Linked DNA regions of Manis pentadactyla: region 1 is linked to region 2. The links are chromatin contacts, called in public Hi-C maps. All regions are on one chromosome and are shown on one strand. Each heading gives the region's core, a stretch centred on a gene start, on an enhancer-like site or on the middle of the called end of the contact. The rest is flanking DNA. Distances are from core to core; before and after follow the strand shown. Region 1 holds the start of EFCAB7 (EF-hand calcium binding domain 7). Region 2 holds the start of FOXD3 (forkhead box D3).

Evidence for each region. Hi-C and Micro-C count contacts between places; a contact is called where the count stands out from the background.
Region 1: a contact with region 2 is called in a Hi-C map of fibroblasts, with 3 times the contacts expected there. The contact joins the promoter of EFCAB7 here to the promoter of FOXD3 in region 2. A contact is called at or near these places in 2 of 3 Hi-C or Micro-C datasets (fibroblasts and skin fibroblasts).

Annotation. Positions count from the first base shown.
Region 1 is chr4:52,485,526-52,489,671 of mManPen7.hap1, reverse strand. It overlaps EFCAB7 (EF-hand calcium binding domain 7), which reads right to left and starts at 2,251. Exons shown (of 14, transcript XR_008997026.1): 1 at 1,964-2,251; 2 at 1-122. It overlaps ITGB3BP (integrin subunit beta 3 binding protein), which reads left to right and starts at 2,303. Exons shown (of 8, transcript XM_057500280.1): 1 at 2,303-2,475. The coding sequence starts at 2,444.
Region 2 is chr4:52,280,925-52,285,405 of mManPen7.hap1, reverse strand. It overlaps FOXD3 (forkhead box D3), which reads right to left and starts at 1,612. Exons shown (of 2, transcript XM_057500273.1): 1 at 1-1,612. The coding sequence starts at 277.

The DNA.
Region 1 (4,146 bases), core at 1,002-3,501, 200 kb before region 2:
CTCTACAATTCTTATAAAATATCTCTTCTTCAGTTAGTGGACATTTCTTTGTTCGAGGACTCTCTGAAAGCACTGATTTCTGAATGGAGAAAGCTGCATCACTTTCGGGACTGATGGCCATTCTATTGGAAAATAATTTTAAATTTGTTTTAGTCAATGTTAATCCTTTAATATGCAAATGTTACCTTTCTTTTCAAAAGGGGAGAAAAAATCAAGACATTAGAGTTTTTGTAAATGGAAAAAAAAGACAAACATTATAATACGCAGAAGGTTGAATTGCCATATGTTAAGTGAGAATAAGCCAAATTTTAAAAAACAAAGCCAAAACAAAGATGACCATACAAAAGAAGAATCATGGACAATGGAAAAGCACACATCTATTCCCTCAAAACAAGAGGACAGTTATATAAGAGACTCTTCACTGGGTTGTCATGAGGATGAAATAAGTTAATACATGTGAAGCATATAGAACAGTGTTGGGCACATAGTAAGTGCTAATAAACTGTAGATAAAGTGAAACTCCACAATAATGAGAATTTGGATATGATGTGATTGGCATTCTTCTACAAAGCAGAATCAACCAGTCATTTCAGTAACATCTCAAAAGTGCAGTCCCACATTTAAAATGACCAAATTTTAAAAATCCCATTTATAGCATTTACCATGAGATTTTATCGTTTCATTACTACTAACAATGTTTTGGGTTAATACAGCATCTCTGCTCCTAAGAGCTTAAAGAACTGTCATATGTGTTGATTTATCCTTACTGCAGTAGTCAGGTATTTTTGGTCCATTTTACAGATAAGGAAATTGAGGAACAGAGTTGTCACCTATCTAGTAGTAAGGAGCAAAAGGCAGTAAATTTTAATAACAGTTTCTTCTTTATTATTGAGTGGAGGATTCTTGTACAACAGTTACTGTGCGGCACTGAATTGTGCTGGTGGTCTAACAGCTTCCAACATTATTTTTACACAGCTTTGACTTCTAAAAATACATTCCAACCTAACAAATTGAATATTTCAAGTTCAACAAGACAACGACACAGGTAGGGTCCCCTTCAGGACTCATTGGATTCTTACTCAGGAGGCCTCAATCACTTGCACCTTCTTGAATTATATAGGTCTTTTACACTTGGGAAAGAAAGATAATAATCGCTTATCATGGATGAAGTACCCTATTTATAATACACACACCGCCTGCCTGACACTTTCATATTGCACCAGATTTAGAAGGACCCCCACAGGGATGAGGTGTCACAGTCTGGTTACCGCAAATTGGTATTACTACAATTAAGCATCAGAGTTTTAAACACATATGCGTGAATGCATCTCCCCACAAATGTGAGCGAAAACTGTTCCAATGAGGAAGGGAGAATGAATGTTCATTTTGCAGCAATCCATTTAAAAATGTTAAGTATTTTTCTTAGGACTGTCCTCGAATACGCTTGTCAAATAAGGTGACTCCCTCATCTGGAAATCCCACGGCAGAAATGTTCCGGAATTCTATTCTTTCCCTTTCTGCGACGAGAGACTAAACTGAGGCTTAAATAAATATATAATTGCACCCCTCGGGCCTGGCAACCCCCTGCATTTAAAACTCCACCCCGAGACCAAGACAGGGGCCTAGAGAGTACATTGCAGCAAACGGCTCCATAAATAACCAGCCACACAATAGCAAGAAAAATAAACTGTTAACAAGCGCCTACGGCTTCTAAAGGGCCGAGTGAAAACAGAGCCATCCAGTCAGCGTCCCCTACACAGTGAAATACGCTCACTGTGGATCTCGGGCAACATCTATTTTTGTATTCCTCTGGGCATAAAACTACATTTATATGTACAGGTTAGGCACACACATGGACAAGCGTTAGCATGACAGAGAAGTAAAAGAAGCACATGAGAGAAAAGGCAGCCAACAGTGAGGGACGAAGCGGGCGAAGAGACAGAGACACCGAGCTGTTTGCTACCTAACTCCAGCTCACACGAGAGGAAGCGCAGCCAATTCTCTTCGCAGACTCCGAGATCCTCTCCCCGCCGGCGGACAGACCTCGGCCTTTCTTTAATTACCATGGCAACTGCACCTCTCCGCCACCGGAAATAAGATGTAGAGCACCTCCCCAAATGGTCCGACTAGAAATCTAGGGATCGTAAATCCAGAGGAAACAGAGATGGCTCTGGCGCTCCTCTCTAGGGAGCTGTTGTGGCCAGAGACATGAGAGAGGTTACTGGCAGGGACTGGTTGCGGTCCTAGGCGTAGACTCCCTTCCCCCAGTCCCCGCATACACTCGGATCCCCTGTCGCGGAGAGGGTGTTTCCGGCGGACCGCGTTAATGTGACACAGCGTCGAGTGCCCGCTCGCCCGCGCTTTTCAGGCTCCAGCATTTCCCTCGGAAGGTTCTGTTGTCAGTAGCGTTGGTGTTTGTCCAGCGGTGGTGGTGCTTTTGTCAATGTCGAAATGCCGTAGGTATCTCCTCCTCAGGTACTGCTGTTTGTCGGGCCCCTCTGTGAGCAAGAAGAGTAGATACTGTGTGGCCCAATTACCTTTTACGTTTTCCTACTTTCTGAGTAAAAGCTTGTCTACTCCGTTAACAGTTCCTGATGCTTGGTACTCTGAACCAGCTCCGCCTCTCTTCCAGCCGCACTTATCCGGTAGTCCTTGTGAATACGCTCTTCAATTCTGATTCTCCAAGGCTCTTGAAAATTTTTATAGGCTGTGGGCTGTATTTAGTGATGTTTGAAATTGTTTCACGTCCTGTTGACATACTGAGAAAGAGACAGTAGATTGAAACACGCCTTATAATTTGATAAAGCCCTTTAGAGCCTAGATTAGTATATTGAGTTCATATAAACTAGTGGGAGAGCTCATGGGCTGGATCTCAAGAGACCTGGATTCCAGCTCTCAGCTGAGGAGGCATAGCCAATTCACTAAAGAACTGCCCAGCATTGGGCAAGTCACTCATAAACTCTGGGCTTCAGCTTTCTTACTTATTGCTGCCATACAGAAACTTTTTTTTTTAAGTTCACTAGTTTTTTGGTTATTTTCCGGTCTAGCAGGGGAGGCTGTCTATCCCTTGTGCCCAGTCTGGCTTAGTACTCCCTTCTATGCACTTCTTGAGTAATTTATTCCTGCATTATACTCAGGTTAAGCAAAATGCCAAGTAGCAAAATGCGGAGTGGAGGTGGTGGAGCAATATTATATAAAATAGTAATTGACATGAAAGTGGAAAGATGTGCAGAAATAATTTACATTTATTGATTCTTTAATTATAATTTGGGTACTGTTTAGCAATTTACCTACATTTCTCATTGAATCCTAAAAAGGACTTTAAGTGGTCAGGGCTACTATTGTCTCTACTTTTCCAGCTAAGGAAATAGCACATAATATGATGTCCTATCCACAGGTATCAGTAGATAACAAGTTTCACTTAAGACCTTAAAAGTTATGTATTATTGAGGAAGTTTTCCTTTTTCCAGAATTAAGCAGAACAAAAAACAAAAAAATTGTCTTCTTACTGTTGCACTAAAAAAAATAACCTTGTTAGCACAAATGCAAAGCTGCAATGATAATGTAGCAAAATCCCTGCTAAGTAGAAATCTACTGGAAACAGGTGTGTATTTGTTTAGAAATAGTGATACTTCCTGAACTATGTTCCTGTTCCGTTATAGATAGTGGGGAACCTTTAACAAGTACATGTTATAATAGGAGACTTCTGTAGTAAATATATTCTCACAATAAATACATGACCTTAACGTTGAGGTTGACTTCCCAAATATATAGCATTTTTATTGAGTTTATATATACATATTTTGCTATCATTAATATACAATTACATGAAAAACATTATGGTTACTACACTCCCCCTATTATCAAGTCCCCACCACATACCCCATTACAGTCACTGTCCATCAGCATAGTGAGATGCTGTAAAATCACTACTTGTCTTCTCTGTGCTATACTGCCTTCCCCGTGGCACCCACACACACATTATGTGTGCTAATCATAATGCCCCTATTTCCCCTTATCCCTCACTTCCCACCCATCCTCCCCAGTCCCTTTTCCTTTGGTAACTGTTAGTCCATTCTTGGGTTCTGTGAGTCTGCTGCTGTTTTGTTCCTTCAGTTTCTGCTTTGTTCTTATACTCCACAGATG
Region 2 (4,481 bases), core at 363-2,862:
CTTGTGCGGCCCCGGTTCCAGCCGCCTCCTTGGGCAATGCCAGGGGCTGCTGGTGCGGTGGCTGAGGCTGCCCGTGGTGGGGTGCCGCCGGCGTCACCTCGTCCGCCTCGTCCAGGCGCAGCTCCGGCGGCCCCGCGGGGCTATCGCAGCCCGCGTCGCTCTCCTTCTCCTCCAGCCCGTCGTCGCCCTCACCCACCACATCGATGTCCACGTCCTCGGCCGTCAGCACCGTCTGGCCGGACATGTCGCTGGCGCTGCCGCCACCGGAGAGGGTCATCCCTCCTCGGGGTTGGTGGCAGCGGAGGAGAAGGAGCGGCAGGCGATGGGGGTCGTCAGGGGCTGCCGTTGAGATCAGGGGAAGGGGATTTGGGCGCCCCGAAAGACGGGGGTCTGGGAGAGGGGAGGGGGACCTAGGTGGTTCGGGGCCCTCCCGGTTTGGCTCACTCTTGGCGGCGCAGCATTGCGCGGCGCGGGCGCTGCGGGCCGCCCCCCGCGGGCGCGCTCCGCAAACTCCTGCTGTCCCTGGCGCTCGGTACTAGGCGCTTGCTGCTGCTGCCGGCCCCGGCTGCTTCTTCACGCCGCGCCCCCTTACTTCGCCCGCCTTCCTCGGCCTCTGGCCCGGGCGTGGGGAGAAGGAGCGGTACAGGCGGGTGGGCGCGGGACGCCGGGCACCAAGCAGCTCGGGAGGGCGCGGGCAGGGGCAACGAGGGAGGGGGTGTCAGGGACGCCGAAGCCCCCGTAGTCGAAAGTCCCGTTTTAAGGACTGGCCTGATAGATTACTTTCTACTTAAAGATCCAGTGGGAGGCGGGGCCACGTGACCGCGCGTGACGTCAGGGCCGCTGCGGTGCCGGCCAAACTCAAGTTGGTTCAGGGAATTGTCAACAAAGGGATGAGGGACGCTCAACTCAGCGCCGCACCGTGCGCCAGCGTCCCGTGGACCCCCGAGGGCGCCCTGGCCTGCCCCGGGACCCCAGCCTAGGCTGGAGCTCTGCGCTGGGGTTGAGGGAGCCTGTGGGTGTCAGTGCGGAAGGATGGGTGTGAGCAAGCGAGGGCGTGGGCCTGTGAGCGTCAGGCGGACCCGGCTGCATTTCTGCCTTTCCCCTGTCCCCTTTGCCAACACTCCTTAGGAAGGGACTGGGCGACAGAGCTTGGTAGTATCTGTTTTTTCTTTGTGTTTTTATTCTTTTTAGCTCTAAAGAGTAAGAGATGCGCATCCGGCTCCGTTTTGCTAATTGGACTTAAGACCCCCAACCCTCCTGCTTCAGTGCTTATTCGGCGGCAACACCCACTGATTGCACGCGCTCCCCTGCCCCCAAAGCCAAACAACCCGGGCCCCAGCCTTTGCTTTCCCGGCTAGCTGTGGGAGTGTTTATATATATATATACATTTTTTTTCCCCCGTGCGTCCAACATCAGCTGGGGATCCCGAAGGTCAGAAAATGGCCATTGAATAATCTATTAGAATAGTTGCCGAGAGAAATAAAAACGACGTAAAGTAACAGGGAACCTATAAATATAGAAAACGTAACAAGCTGCTCGGAGTTGTTAAAAGACTTAGCATGTGAAAAAGTCGGAAATGAGGCGCTGGGGAAGGAGCCGGGATTGGCAGCGGCCTGGGTAAGTCGAGTGGGGCCCGGAAGAGGCTTCTGGGCCTCCAGGTTATGCGCCACACCAGGGCTGAGACTGCCGAACGACACCGGGAATGAGACTGTGTGACTGACTCCCCTTGGGCTGGGGCCCTACTTCTTGGGAGCTGGGGAGGGCGCGGGGGTCGGGTTTACCGGTGGGCTGGGTACTCAGTTGCTAATAACGTGGATTCTTTCCTTCAAGGCTTAGCTAAACCCTTCAAGATTTAGCTTCCCTGGAAACCAGCAGCAGAGCGGGTGGAGAAGGAAGCGAGGATGTGGCCAGTACACACCGAATTTTCTTGGCAAGGGAAGTAAGTGATGGTAGGAAAGACTGGGGATTTAAAGAGGTTGGGGCAGGGGTGTGGGGGGACCGCAAACCGACTCCGAGTGCATGGCATCGCTGGAGCAAGTGGACTTCACACCTCCAAGTTGTGCTCCTGGACTGGGTGAATCCAAGGTGCAGCACCTCTTCCCTCCCGCATTTTTAGGCCAACTCACCAGAGTCTCTGTAGCCTGCCTAGTGTGACGGGGCTCCTGGAACCCGAGCCCAGTCTGTCTGCTAAGGCCTGGGTAGAGAATGCTGACCCCACCAGAGAAGGAGCATAAGGGCAGGAAGTCGGAGAGGAAATAATTAGTAAAATATTTACAGAAGACACTAGAAAATTGATTTAACTCTTGGTGGAAAGTAGTACTTCTGATTCCTTCAGTCTATGCCTAACTTACGGTTCCTTCTACTTAGCCTAGACACACGAAGAAAAATCTGTAAACTTAGTTCATTTTAGGCAGTGCGACACACAGATTGACTTCAGTCTCCATTAGATAATTTCTTGGATATAAACACTAGCTCATTGGATCACCACTTCGCAGGACGTTCCTGGTTGGGGCTGGGGTGAGGGTGGGGGCAGTTATTCCATCACTGAGGCGCCCGTGAAACTTCAAGGTTTTTCTTTTGTATGTTTTAAATATATATATATAAATCACCCCCCGGGTTGATCTGAGGCTAAAATGAATCTCTGAGTTGATTTCCGCAGCTGAACCGCTTTGTGGCCCGCAGGTTCGGAACCGTTTACAATGCCATCTAGATAGCCTCTGGAGAAAGTAACTGGAGCGGCGAGCTGGTTGCCCACTGCCCCTGGCTGCAGAGGTCGCGGCTGCAACTGTCCGAGCAACCCAGTAACTACAAAAGGAAGGTCGGAAGGCCAAAAGAAAAAGAAAAAAGAAACCGGAATTTACAAAATCATAAATTCCTTTTGTCCAGCTTCCGCGGTCCAGCTCCGGAGGCAGGCGCGGAGGCGGGCGCGGGCCCCACCGCAGCTTAGGAGGCTGGGAGGGTGTGGACGCGTGCGCGTGTATGCGCGCAGAAGGGTGGCGGCTCTAGGGACTGCCTTCGGGAGCCTTCTAAGTAACCTCCAGATGAGCCTGTTTTTTATTCCGCTGCCCTACAGGGTTGGATCGCAGACTCCCTAGGAGCTGTTGGTCTCTGCCTCTCACCCTCCCTCGGACCGATCCGTCCCTTCCCTGGTGTTTTATTGGAACCTCCCTGGGGGTAAAGGTGGGGGTGGGGTGAACAACTCCCAGTCGCCAGTTTCATTTGTTGCGCTTTTTTCCTTCCACACAATAAAAGTCAAATTAATTGATTCATACCATTAATTAAGGCGCTTAGCGTGAAAAGTAACGCTTCCCCTCGGTTAGAGATCTATTGTGCTAATCTCTTGTTCAATCAGTGTTACCATCTGATGCCGGGTCTGGCCCTTACAGAAACTTCTCGACTCGATTAGCTAAATGATGAGACGTGCAGGACCTACTGGCTGTGGCCCCGACGTCCGGCGTGCCGGCCCAAAGGCTTAATACCGATTTCCAGCGTTGGCTGCGGATTTTCCCGCTACCCCACTTGACTGGGGAACCCGCCGCTGTTTTCCTCCTTCCCGGCGGACAGTAGCGCCAGCGCAACATCCAGAGGCGGGAAGGAGGCAAAGCAACAGCCCAGGTGGGAGGCAGGAAGGGTCCCGCTGCCTTCGCCGCGGGACGCAGCCGGGGCGGAAGGGACCGAGCCCCACGCGGTACAGGGACCTGCCCGAGGCCGACTAGATTCCGGGCTAAGTAAATCTTGTTTTTTGTGTAATTGCAGTTTGCAGCTAAAAGCCAACAAGTTGTCAGTTACCGCCAAAAACTAGGGCAGAAAGAGATAGAAGAAGCTAGACGGATACAGAGAAAAACCGATACATTAGTGGGGGTGGAAGGTGGGGAGAGAGTGTGATAGAGGGAACCGCAATATTGGGGAGAAGGGGGAGAAAAAAGAAATGTGGACAAATATTATCTGAGTCGCAGAAGGTTACTGGGGGAGATAGAAGGAGAAGGAGTATAGACACAATTACTACGTGTGAGAGTGACTACTTCGGTCACAACAAGCAAACTTCCCAGGAGGGATTTAAAGATGGCACCCAGCAGTCTCACCTGTTCAAATGTTTGAAACATGTCGGCCAAAGGAGAGTGGAATGAGGATCCCTCCTTTTCTCCTGCGCGGGCAGAGTTCGTATTACCCATCTGGGGAAGCCACCAGGACGGGGACCATCAGGGAAGTTGGTGGTAGTGGAGGGGACCGAGGTTCTAGCAACAAAACAAAAGTGGAGTCTGGATCGATAGGAAAGAAATTGAGACGTCTCGGGGGAGGGGAGATTTAGTGTGTGCGGTCTCGGGGGTGCGATAGCAAGGGTGGGGATGGGGAGAGGTGGATGGAACAATTTATGATGGAGAAGGGGAAATTAATTTCAACTCTGTTTGAGTTCTTAGTGGTCAACACCGGAGGAGTGGCACGGTCAGAGTGTGCAGGAGGCAGGAATGGCCCACCTACCC